2 separate regions of the Sus scrofa genome follow, and region 1 is linked to region 2. A link is a contact called in public HiChIP or PLAC-seq data. All regions are on one chromosome and are shown on one strand. Each heading gives the region's core, a stretch centred on a gene start, on an enhancer-like site or on the middle of the called end of the contact. The rest is flanking DNA. Distances are from core to core; before and after follow the strand shown.

Region 1 (4,982 bases), core at 1,322-3,821, 62 kb before region 2:
ATATTTAGTTGAACTTTTTGCTGAGCATAAGCTATGTAAATAGCAAAGGAAAAATAATCCTATTTTTACTGAAGACACATTGTAGAAGATAGAAACATCCTTCAGTATACCTAAGAATATCAAGAATAGAAACATATAGAATATTTAAATTCAGCTCTTTAGAATTGCAGGTCTGAATGCTGTTGGATTTCTAAAGATAATGAATTTCAACCCAATTTAATGAAAAAAAAATTTTAAATTGTTTATAAAATTATAGCTGTGGGAGGTCCCATTGTGGCTCAGCAGAAATGAACCCACTGGTATCCATGAGGACGAGGGTTCAATCCCTGGCCCCCTCAGTGGGTTAAGGGTCCTGTGTTGCCATGAGCTGCTGTGTAGGTAGCAGACACTTACACTGCAGGTGTCTGGCATTGCTGTGGCTGTGATGTAGGCCTGCAGCTATAGCTCTGATTCGATTCCTAGCCTGGGAACATCGATATGCCGTAGGTGTGGCCCTAAAAAGAAAAAGAAAAAATAGTATAGTTGACTTACAATTTTGGTTTCAGGTGTACAACATAGTGATTCAATGTTTTTCTAGATTATGCTCCATTTAAAGTTATTATAAAATATTGGCTATATTTCCTGTGCTATACAATATATCCTTGTAGCTTATTTATTTTATACATAGTCACTTGTGCCTTTTAATCCCCTACTGGTATCTTGCCCCATTTCCCCTTTCCTTTCCCCTTGCTAGCCAGTAGTTTGTCCTCTATATCTGTGAGTTTGTTTCTGTTTTGTTATATTCATTTGAATAATTTTTTTTTAATGTTTACTCTGAGGAAAGAACTCTGCTGGGGCTGTAAATAAGATCCGTCCCGCCTTTGACTTAAAGGAATTTGTAAACCAGTGGGAAGGAGTAGAATGTTCATCACTCACTACAGAATTACACGAGTCGGAAGATGAAAATCGAGGTCACCGTGTACAGTGCAGGAAGACAAGGGGAAGAAATAGGTTTCATTTAGGAGAGTTAATGAAAGAACTGCGGAGGAAGTAGCATCTGAACTGATCCTTTGATAGGGAGGAGGATTTTGCCTGATAAAAAGGAAGAATCTGCTGGCAGAGAAAACTGCATTAGAAAAGATACAAGAGCTTTCTTGGGGAAGAGTTACTCTTCCATGCGGTCTGGGAAGGGCAGGTGAAAGCAACGTGACATGATGAAAAAGTCACTGGAAACAGCTGAGCCTGACTGATCAAGTCTGAGCCAGGAGAGACATAATCAGAGGAGAACTGTGGAGGAGGTGACTGGCCGGAAGCGGCATGGAGGACCGGGGGGGAAGGGAGGAGAAGAGACAAGGGAGGAGGTGGAGGCCAGTCAGGAGGACACTTCAGAAGCTGGCATGAGTGAGAGAGTGCTTTCGGGGTCTTCTGTGGTAAACCTGGTCTTGAACCCGTTTTCACTTACGACCTCTGTGACCTTAGGCAAAATGTGACCCCCTTTGGACTTTAGTTTTCTCACATATAAAAGGAGAGGGTAGATCCTGGCTGACATCTGTCCACTCCTCACATTCTTTGATTCTGAGAACTGCATTTGCCCTCTGATGCAAATCTAATGCTGAATGGCCAGAATTAGTTTGTTTCCCAAACTTCATCTTTCTAAAATGGGCAGAGTTCCATCTGGGACCACAACGTGAAATAAAATCCAATTGAAAGTCCCATTGATCTGGTCAAAATTTGGAGGTAGGAGTGAGAACGTAATATTCTTGAGTTAGAACTTATTCAAACTTGTCTTATAACCAGTTTCTACTGTACCAACTTTTCAAGCATGGTTGATTCACAGCAGAGAAAATCTTACCTTGCCGCGTTTACAAACGCATGGGACGGAAGCATGATTTTAGCTCTGAAAATGTGTGGGTTATTTAGGTTACTTCTTATAAACATGAGAGTTTGCTTTAGGGGTAGAGGCCAGATTGCATGACTATAACTGGAAATCTTAGGGAACAGATGAATCATAGAATACATCACTTCAACCGGCAAGCGAATGTATCCTTCTGTTAGAGTTTATCTCAAAATGCCTTGTGAAACCTAAGGGGCTGGAGGAACCCTCAGCTCAAGACACATGTGGGATGCAATGGTCTAACATAGACTCCGGCCCAAAGACCCACCATTGCCTTTTGTTCTTTCCTGAAGGGTGGGAAGGATATGGAAAACAATGCTCTGGCCATGGAGAAGATTCAAGGGAATAAAAATGAATCATCACCGGCTTCCAGGAAACACCAGGAGTTCTCTCAATGGAATGAAGTCCTTCTGTACCTGGGGTGGGAGCAGAGGGAGTGAGAGGAAACAACAGCTGGTGGGGGAGACGGAAGCTGGAGAAAAGGAGACTGCAGCATGACTGGGGCTTGCAACCATGGCCAAGGAACCAGCCAAAAGGGATATGAGTTGATGCAGGCTTCCTGTGGTGTCCCTGAGGGAGATTTTTTTTTTCCCCAGAGCTGCCCTTGGTGATTTCCTAATCAGCTGTCCCAGTCCCTAGTCTCCACCACTTGCAATGTCATCTGCATAAAAATGTGGAGAATGTAACCAACTATTCACCAGTGTCCAATAGGAATCTGTGAATTATGGGGCTGCACATGCACAAAGGGCCTCCGACCAGCAGGCTGGGAATGGGAACTGCTGTCCTAGGCAAAGGAGGCCCAAGGGTCAAGGGACATCTGGAGCCAAGGCCAGGCTCTGAACTGAAGCTTTGAGGGAATTTCAGGCACATCCTGCTGCTTGCTGGACATCCAGGCGTGGGATCTGGGCTAGATTCTCACTTGCCTTCTTGTGCTCTTTTTATTAACTTAATTAGTTAATTACTTTTTAAAGCATCCTCATAGCTCTCCATTTATTTGGGTCTTCTTTAGCATTTCTAAATAAAGTCTTTTTAAAAAAAACTAAAAAAAAAAAAGTTATTTTCAAACTTACAAAAAATAGAGAGGAAAGTGTATTGAACCTGTGCCATCTAGCTTCAATATTTATCAGTATTTTGCAAATTTCTTTCACTTATGTCTCCTCCACTTTTTCCCCCTCAGTGTATTAAATCAAATTCCAAATGTCATATCATTTCAACTGTAAAAACTTCAGAATATATTACTAGCAGGTAAAGGCTCTCTTTCTCTCTCTTTTTTAACATAACAACACTAATATCATTTGTATTAAAATCAGTAACTTTTTGGAGTTCCCGTCGTGGCTCAGTGGTTAACAAATCCGACAAGGAACCATGAGGTTGCAGGTTCAATCCCTGGCCTTGCTCAGTGGGTTAAGGATCCGGCGTTGCCGTGAGCTGTGGTGTAGGTTGCAGACATGGCTCAGATCTGCATTGCTGTGGCTCTGGTGTAGGCCGGTGGCTACAGCTCTGATTCAACCCCAAGCCTGGGAACCTCCATATGCTGTAGGAGCAGCACAGGAAGTGGCAAAAAGACAACAATAAATAAATAAATTAGTAAATTTTGATATCATATAACCAGGGAAAAAGTCATATATTTCTTATACTATAAGATTCAGACAAGACCCACACATAGCACACATTAGTTCCTCTCTCTCTTTTTTTTTAATGCCATCTATTTGGAGGAGAAATTTGATCAAATGTTTCATAGAATTTTTCATAGTCTACGTTTGACTATTGCATTCTTGTGGCATTTTTCTAAGGATTCCTGATTCCTTTTTATTGGGAAATATTATTTAGAGACCACCATTTGGGCATGAGGGATGTTCTTTGTTACTAAATTGTCATTGTTTTACAGGTTTTTCAGAGTAAACAATGCAAAATATATACATTTAAGATGAGAAAAAAATAAGTTCTTATTGATAGTTCCAATTTAAACTTAGGAATACAAGAGTTTTCCTTAACTTGTTTTGTATTTGTATCTTGTTTTCCCCTTGCCAAACAATTTTGTTTCTATGTTAACCAAAGGTAATTACTTATTACTTTTAGTTTACAACACATTTACTGTAGGTTAAGATTTCTTTGTAATGATTCCATGGAGGCAACATCATCTCTTGTGTCTCTGAGGATACTAATTATAGGGTTTTTTTCCCCTGCACTGATTTATTTTTTCTTCCCTTTATTGTTTCTATTTTCGAAGTTCAAATTTTCTTAAAAGTCTAGTGAACCTTGGCTGTTGAATCAAAAATAAAAGATACTAAAACATCAGTATTACTGATAACAGTAAGATTACTAAAATGAGTATAAAATCAAAGGAATTAAGTAAAAATCCCATAATCTCATATTTGAATAGGGGATATCAGTATGAATTCATTTTTTTTTCTCTTATAATAATGTAAAAGTACATATTTCATTGCTCTGTCTCTTGAAAGGCCTAGAGGCAATAAATTTAGTAGTAGAAAAGCACCACAAGCATTCAGATTATGGTCTCTAAATGCCATTCCCCACTAAGAGGAATCAGAACTTTTTAAGAAAATTCCACTTCTAGAGCAGGAGTTAAAAGGTGAGTCTGGGGTATTATTTTATGTCAAAGAAGAAACAATCCATCTTTCGAAGCAGCCACATCAAAAGGACAAAAAAGCCATCCTTACGAGGCTCCCATTGGCCAAAGATGGAGCCATTTGAACATGAAAAAGAGTTAGAACACATCAGAGAACTAAAAATTCATGAGTTTATAATGATTTAAAAAGTGTCACTGTGGAGTTCCTGTCATGGCTCAGTTGTTAACAAATCCAACTAGGAACCATGAGGTTGCAGATTCAATTCCTGGCCTTGCTCAGTGGGTTAAGGATCCGCCGTTGCCCTGAGTTGTGGTGTAGGTCACAGATGCAGCTCAGATCCCTCATTGCTGTGGCTGTGGTGTAGACTGGAGGCTACAGCTCCGATTAGACCCCTAGCCTGGGAATCTCCATATGCTGCGGGTGCAGCCCTAAAAGGACCAAAGGAAAAAAAAAATGACATTGCTCACCTTTGGAAGACACTAGGGCACCAAATCTTTACTAAAAAATGTATTGAAAAG
Region 2 (4,803 bases), core at 1,471-3,970:
TTGAGCTATCTTGCAGAGGGCCTTGTGTTTTTTGTGGAAGTTCCTGGGGCAGGGATATGAACTCACGCCATAGCAGCAACCTGGGCTGCTGCAGTGACAATGCTGGATCCTTATTCTATTGAGCCATACAGGAACTCTATCTAAGTAGAGGTTTACAACTCAAACAGAACTGAATTCAAATCACAGCTCTTGTACTTCCTAGCCATGTAGCAGTAAACTTCTTCTTACCCAAGTCTTAATTTCTTTTTTAAAGTATTTTATTTTATTGAAGTGTTGATTTATAGTGTTATGTTAATTTCTGTGACACAGCAAAGTGACTCAGTTACACACACTCATATTATTTTTTGCATTCTTCTCTATTATGGTTTATCACTGGATATTGAATATACTTCCCTATGCTACACAGTAGGACCTTGTTGTTTCTCCATCCTGTATGTAATAGTTTGCATCTGCTAATCACAAATAATAAATCCATCCCCCTCACCCCTCTTAGCAACTTGGTGTCTTTGAGTCTTTCTCTATCATAGGTAAGTTCATTTTTGTCATATTTTAGATTCCAAATATAAGCAATATCATATGATATTTGTCTTTGTAGGACAAAGACATATATTTCACTTAGTATGATAATCTCTAGGTCCATCCATGTTGCTATGAAGGCATTATTTCATTCTTTTTATGGCTGAGTAGTATACACAGGTTTAATTTCTTTAGCCCAGTGTCTAACTGTATCACTTACCTACTGCTGCATAAAAAATTATCCTAGAGAGTTGCCATTGTGGCTCAGCAGGTTAAGATCTCCACTGGTATCTAAGGATGCAGGTTTGATCCCTGGCCCCACTCAGTGGGTTAAGGATCTGGCATTGCCATGAACTGTGGTGTAGGCCCCAGAAGCAGCTCAGATCCCACATTGCTGTGGCTGTGGCTGTGGTGGCAGCTGCAACTCCAATTAGACCCCTAGCCTGGGAATCTCCATATGCAGTGTGTGCAGCCCTAGGGAAAAAAAAAAATTCTAAACCATAACAGCTTAAAACAACACAGCTTTATTAAATTCTCACAGTATCCATGGGTCCAGAATCTGAGCCCTGCTTAGTGGGGCTCCTCTGCTTCAGGTCTCCCACAAGGCTGCCATCAAAGTGTCAGCCAGAGCTAAGATGTCGTCTCATGACATGTCTGGGGAAGGATCCACTTCCAAGCTCACATACATGATTGTTGGCAGAATTCAGTGCCTTGCTGGATATTGGCCAAAGGCTGCCCTCAGCTCCTTGCCACTTGGACCTTCCCAATATAATGGCTTTCTTCATCAAACCCAGTGAGAGAGTCTGCTAGCAAGACGATTTAGCCTAATCATTGAAATATTTCTCACTGTTATTGCCACATTCTATGGTTTGGAAGTCACTAGGCCAGCCTACACTCCAGGGTGGGGGATTACAAGGGAATGAACAAGAGGAAATGGATGATCCCACAGGAGGGGATCTAAGGGTCTGCCTGACCCACTAACCTATGGCTCATTACCACTACATACATGTTAGCAATTATTATTCTCAGTTGAGAGGTTTACAAAAGCTACAGAAAGTGGGTGAATGATTTCATAGCAAGGAGTAACTCTAGGTGATCTTGGGCAAATCAAGCCACTTAATGATTTTGAGCTTCCATTTCCTCCTCATTACAATGAAAATATCTCTAAATGAGAACATATATGCAAAAACAAATACATTTTTGGAACACCAAATGTGCAGGTCTCCACAGTCCGAGGAAGCAAACTGCTTTGGGCCAGTTTTCCTTTTTTTGTTGATTTCATGAATCTCACAGTCTGATCTTTACAAGATTTTAGAGGTTGGCCCTGTGGGCTGGTAAGGGTTTATATAACTAGAATAAACACCCACAAAAAAAATCTGTCTTTTGAGAGTCCCTTAAGGCATTTCCAAGGGTTTGCCTTTCCCTTCTTTTAAATACCTTTGCTTCCTAGGACCCTATGTGGGGCCTGAGTGAGAAAACAGACTATCTGGGAAATTTCAATCTCTTGATAATAAAATTGGTAATAAAATCTAGTCCGGCTTCTGGCTCTTGGCAGTGAGGATGTTTATGGTGCATGGGGTTCCCCCACACCGTGGCATCTGGTTTGGAGGTTGTGTGGTTTCCAGTCCCGCAGAGAGCTCGGATTACCACCTCTGCGGCTGCGGTCACGGGCCGCTCAGATGTCCACAGACAGTGGGGCTAGAGACCCAGAGTCCCTCCACCGTGGCGCCGTGGCCCATTTCTGCTTGGTGTCCAAACCGGATGCCTCATTCCACGCCCCAAACAGCCCATCACATAGTCGTGTTTCATTGCTTCTCCGGGCGCGGTTTTCCCCGGGGAAGGTAAATAACTCTCTTGACTGGGACTGGCAGGCATTTTGGCCCAGTGGCCCAGTCCTCCTTGGAGGCGGCCTTCGGGAGGGGTATAGAATTTCGGAGTCAGCTACGCTCCCCCCACCCACCCCACTCCCCGACTCCCCACTCCCGGCTCCATACAAACGTGCTTCTCCGCATCGCGTCTCTGAGTGGAGCGGGCGAGGAAGCTGAGGCTGCGACATTGACTTTTGCTTCTCGGCCAGGGACCCCAGGGCAGGGCTCAAACCGTAAACCTCGCCAGCTTCGCCCTGTTCGCCTGCGCGGGACACATCGTGCCAGCTAGCAGCTGTACACACTGCCGCGGGGTGCCCCTTCACACTGAGGTCATCTGCAGCGCTGCTGCCTTCGGACAGTGCGGGCCACTTGGTCCGGGGGAGGGTCTCGGCGGGACCCCTGGCCGGCTTCCACTGGTGGGGTGAAGGTGACCCCTTGAGCTTTTGGGGAGCGGAAGCGGAGGAGAAGGCGTAGTTCCAAGCACGGGCCAGGGGCTTTCACCTCTGCAGTCCAGCCACTCGGTTGACCGCTGCCTTAGAAAACTTTTAACGAGAACCAGATGTGGCGGCTGCTGTCGAACTTTCTCAGAGCCGGCAATTGGTCCCAGGCTCAGGGACGAGGCCAATCAGGCTAGGGCGGGCTTAAAGTCCCGCCTCGCCCTGGCGCCCGCGGTGATCCAGGTTGGAGGCCGGCGCGGCTCGGCTAGTGGGCTGGCAGGCCAGGCTGGGAAGTGCTGTGCCGCCGGGCAGCCCAGGGCCGAACGAGCATGCGGGGGTACCGGGGGGCCAGGCGGCCAGCTCTGCGGGCGCCGCCGCTGCTGCTGCTACTGCTGCTGTCCCGAGCCGTGGCGCTGCAGCCGGACGAGCTATTCCCTTACGGGCAGTCGCTGGGGGACCAACTCCTGCAGGAAGGCGACGACGAAAGCTCAGCCGCGGTGAAGCTGGCTCTTCCCCTGCGCTTCTACGATGCCCAATTTAGCGACCTCTATGTAAGTTGAGCTTCATCCTGGTAAGGGACGCGGCATATTTCTTGCAGCTTCTGCTCAGGGGTCAGTGTAGCGTGGATCTCACCGAACCCCTGCCTTCTGAAGGGAGGAAATAGTCCGCAAGGCCGTCGGTCTTGGAGCGTCCTTAGGGTGGGACCTGGCTTTGCATCGATGCTTTTCAGGATCCGCTGTTTCTTGCTTCAAGAGAGGAAGAATTGTTCGCAGCGGCATTAGCGTCCCAGGTGGAGCTGCTAAAGAGGCCAGTAGGGTTTCCAATTAGGGCAGCGAGAAAGCTGTGAACATCTGCCGAGCTGGGTGTTCCCTCCTCGGACCTGGAGCTTTTTTTCCAGGGTTGTGCGGGAAGAGAGAAGATAGGTGATCCGGTTTTAGGGCTCCTGGACCTATTGCCATGCGCTTATGGGGTAGGGGTGGTGGGTGGGACGATGGCTGAAGTTGCGCTGGTCGCTCTGAACCAGGAGAAGAGTTTCCAGCCGATGGGGAAGAGGGCGCTTCATGCCCGGGGCGGTTCCCTTCCCTCCTTGCGGAGGCCGGGTGTACCGACCTGTGGTGGCCGCCCTTGGGCTTCCTACAACATACGCGACCGTCACCTTTTTGTCCCCCTCATCATCCCCTAGGTGGGCACCAACGGCATCATCTCCACCCAGGACTTCCCTAGGGAGACCCAGTATGTGGACGACGATTTCCCCACAGACTTCCCGGCCATCGCCCCCTTCCTGGCCGACATCGACACAAGTCACGGCAGGGGCCGGGTGCTGTACCGCGAGGACACCTCTCCAGATGTTCTGAGCCTGGCTGCTCGCTATGTGCGCACTGGCTTCCCGCGTTCGGCAGCGCACTTCGTCCCCACCCACGCCTTTCTGGCCACCTGGGAGCGGGTGGGCGCCTATGAGGAGCCCAAGCGCGGGGCCCCGCCCTCGGGAGAGGTAAGTGACCAGAGATGCTTGAGCTCCGAGCAAGCTGATGGATGGGTTTGAATTTTGTACTGGAACCCAGGGACTGGCTTGAAGTTTCTCCTGAGTCTGCTCGCCAGCTGAACCTGATGTATGCTTTGGTGGCACCAGGGCTAAGTAGCTTGGAGGCGAAGAAGACTCTTTTCTCCAGGCTTTTTCTGAGGTTCTGAGTGGTGGTCACTCTTGCGAGAACTGCTTAGGGGGTATGAGTGCCTCAATGCACATGCAGAAGGCCCTTAGAACACAAGGGGGTTTACTGTTAGATTGTTTATTTTTTGAATCACCTCAGAATACCAGAACTATTTCTAATTATATGTTCGTTGAAGGAAAAAAAATCAGAAAATACAGGCAATTTAAAAAAGAACAACCACTTATTTTCCTACCACTCAAAGATAACCATTGTTAAAGTCTCATGCACATCTGCCAGAGCTTTTTTCTGTCCACATCTGTATTTATCACTGTC

What was found. HiChIP or PLAC-seq counts read pairs in DNA pulled down with a chosen protein or histone mark.
Region 1: an H3K27ac HiChIP or PLAC-seq map of skeletal muscle shows a contact between it and region 2, with 4 times the contacts expected there. The contact joins the enhancer-like site here to the promoter of NID2 in region 2. A contact is called at or near these places in 9 of 47 Hi-C or Micro-C datasets (embryonic fibroblasts, epiblast stem cells, heart right ventricle and 4 more) and 1 of 2 datasets of contacts at active chromatin or transcription factors (skeletal muscle).

Annotation. Positions count from the first base shown.
Region 1 is chr1:181,833,155-181,838,136 of Sscrofa11.1, reverse strand. No RefSeq gene overlaps it. Among named protein-coding and RNA genes, the nearest start is that of NID2, 63 kb to the right of the region's middle. Within about 2 kb of position 2,571, at least 10 of the 83 cell types and tissues checked have an H3K27ac peak or open chromatin away from gene starts, as enhancers often do.
Region 2 is chr1:181,771,001-181,775,803 of Sscrofa11.1, reverse strand. It overlaps NID2 (nidogen-2), which reads left to right and starts at 2,720. Exons shown (of 20, transcript XM_021101930.1): 1 at 2,720-3,372; 2 at 4,005-4,313. The coding sequence starts at 3,151.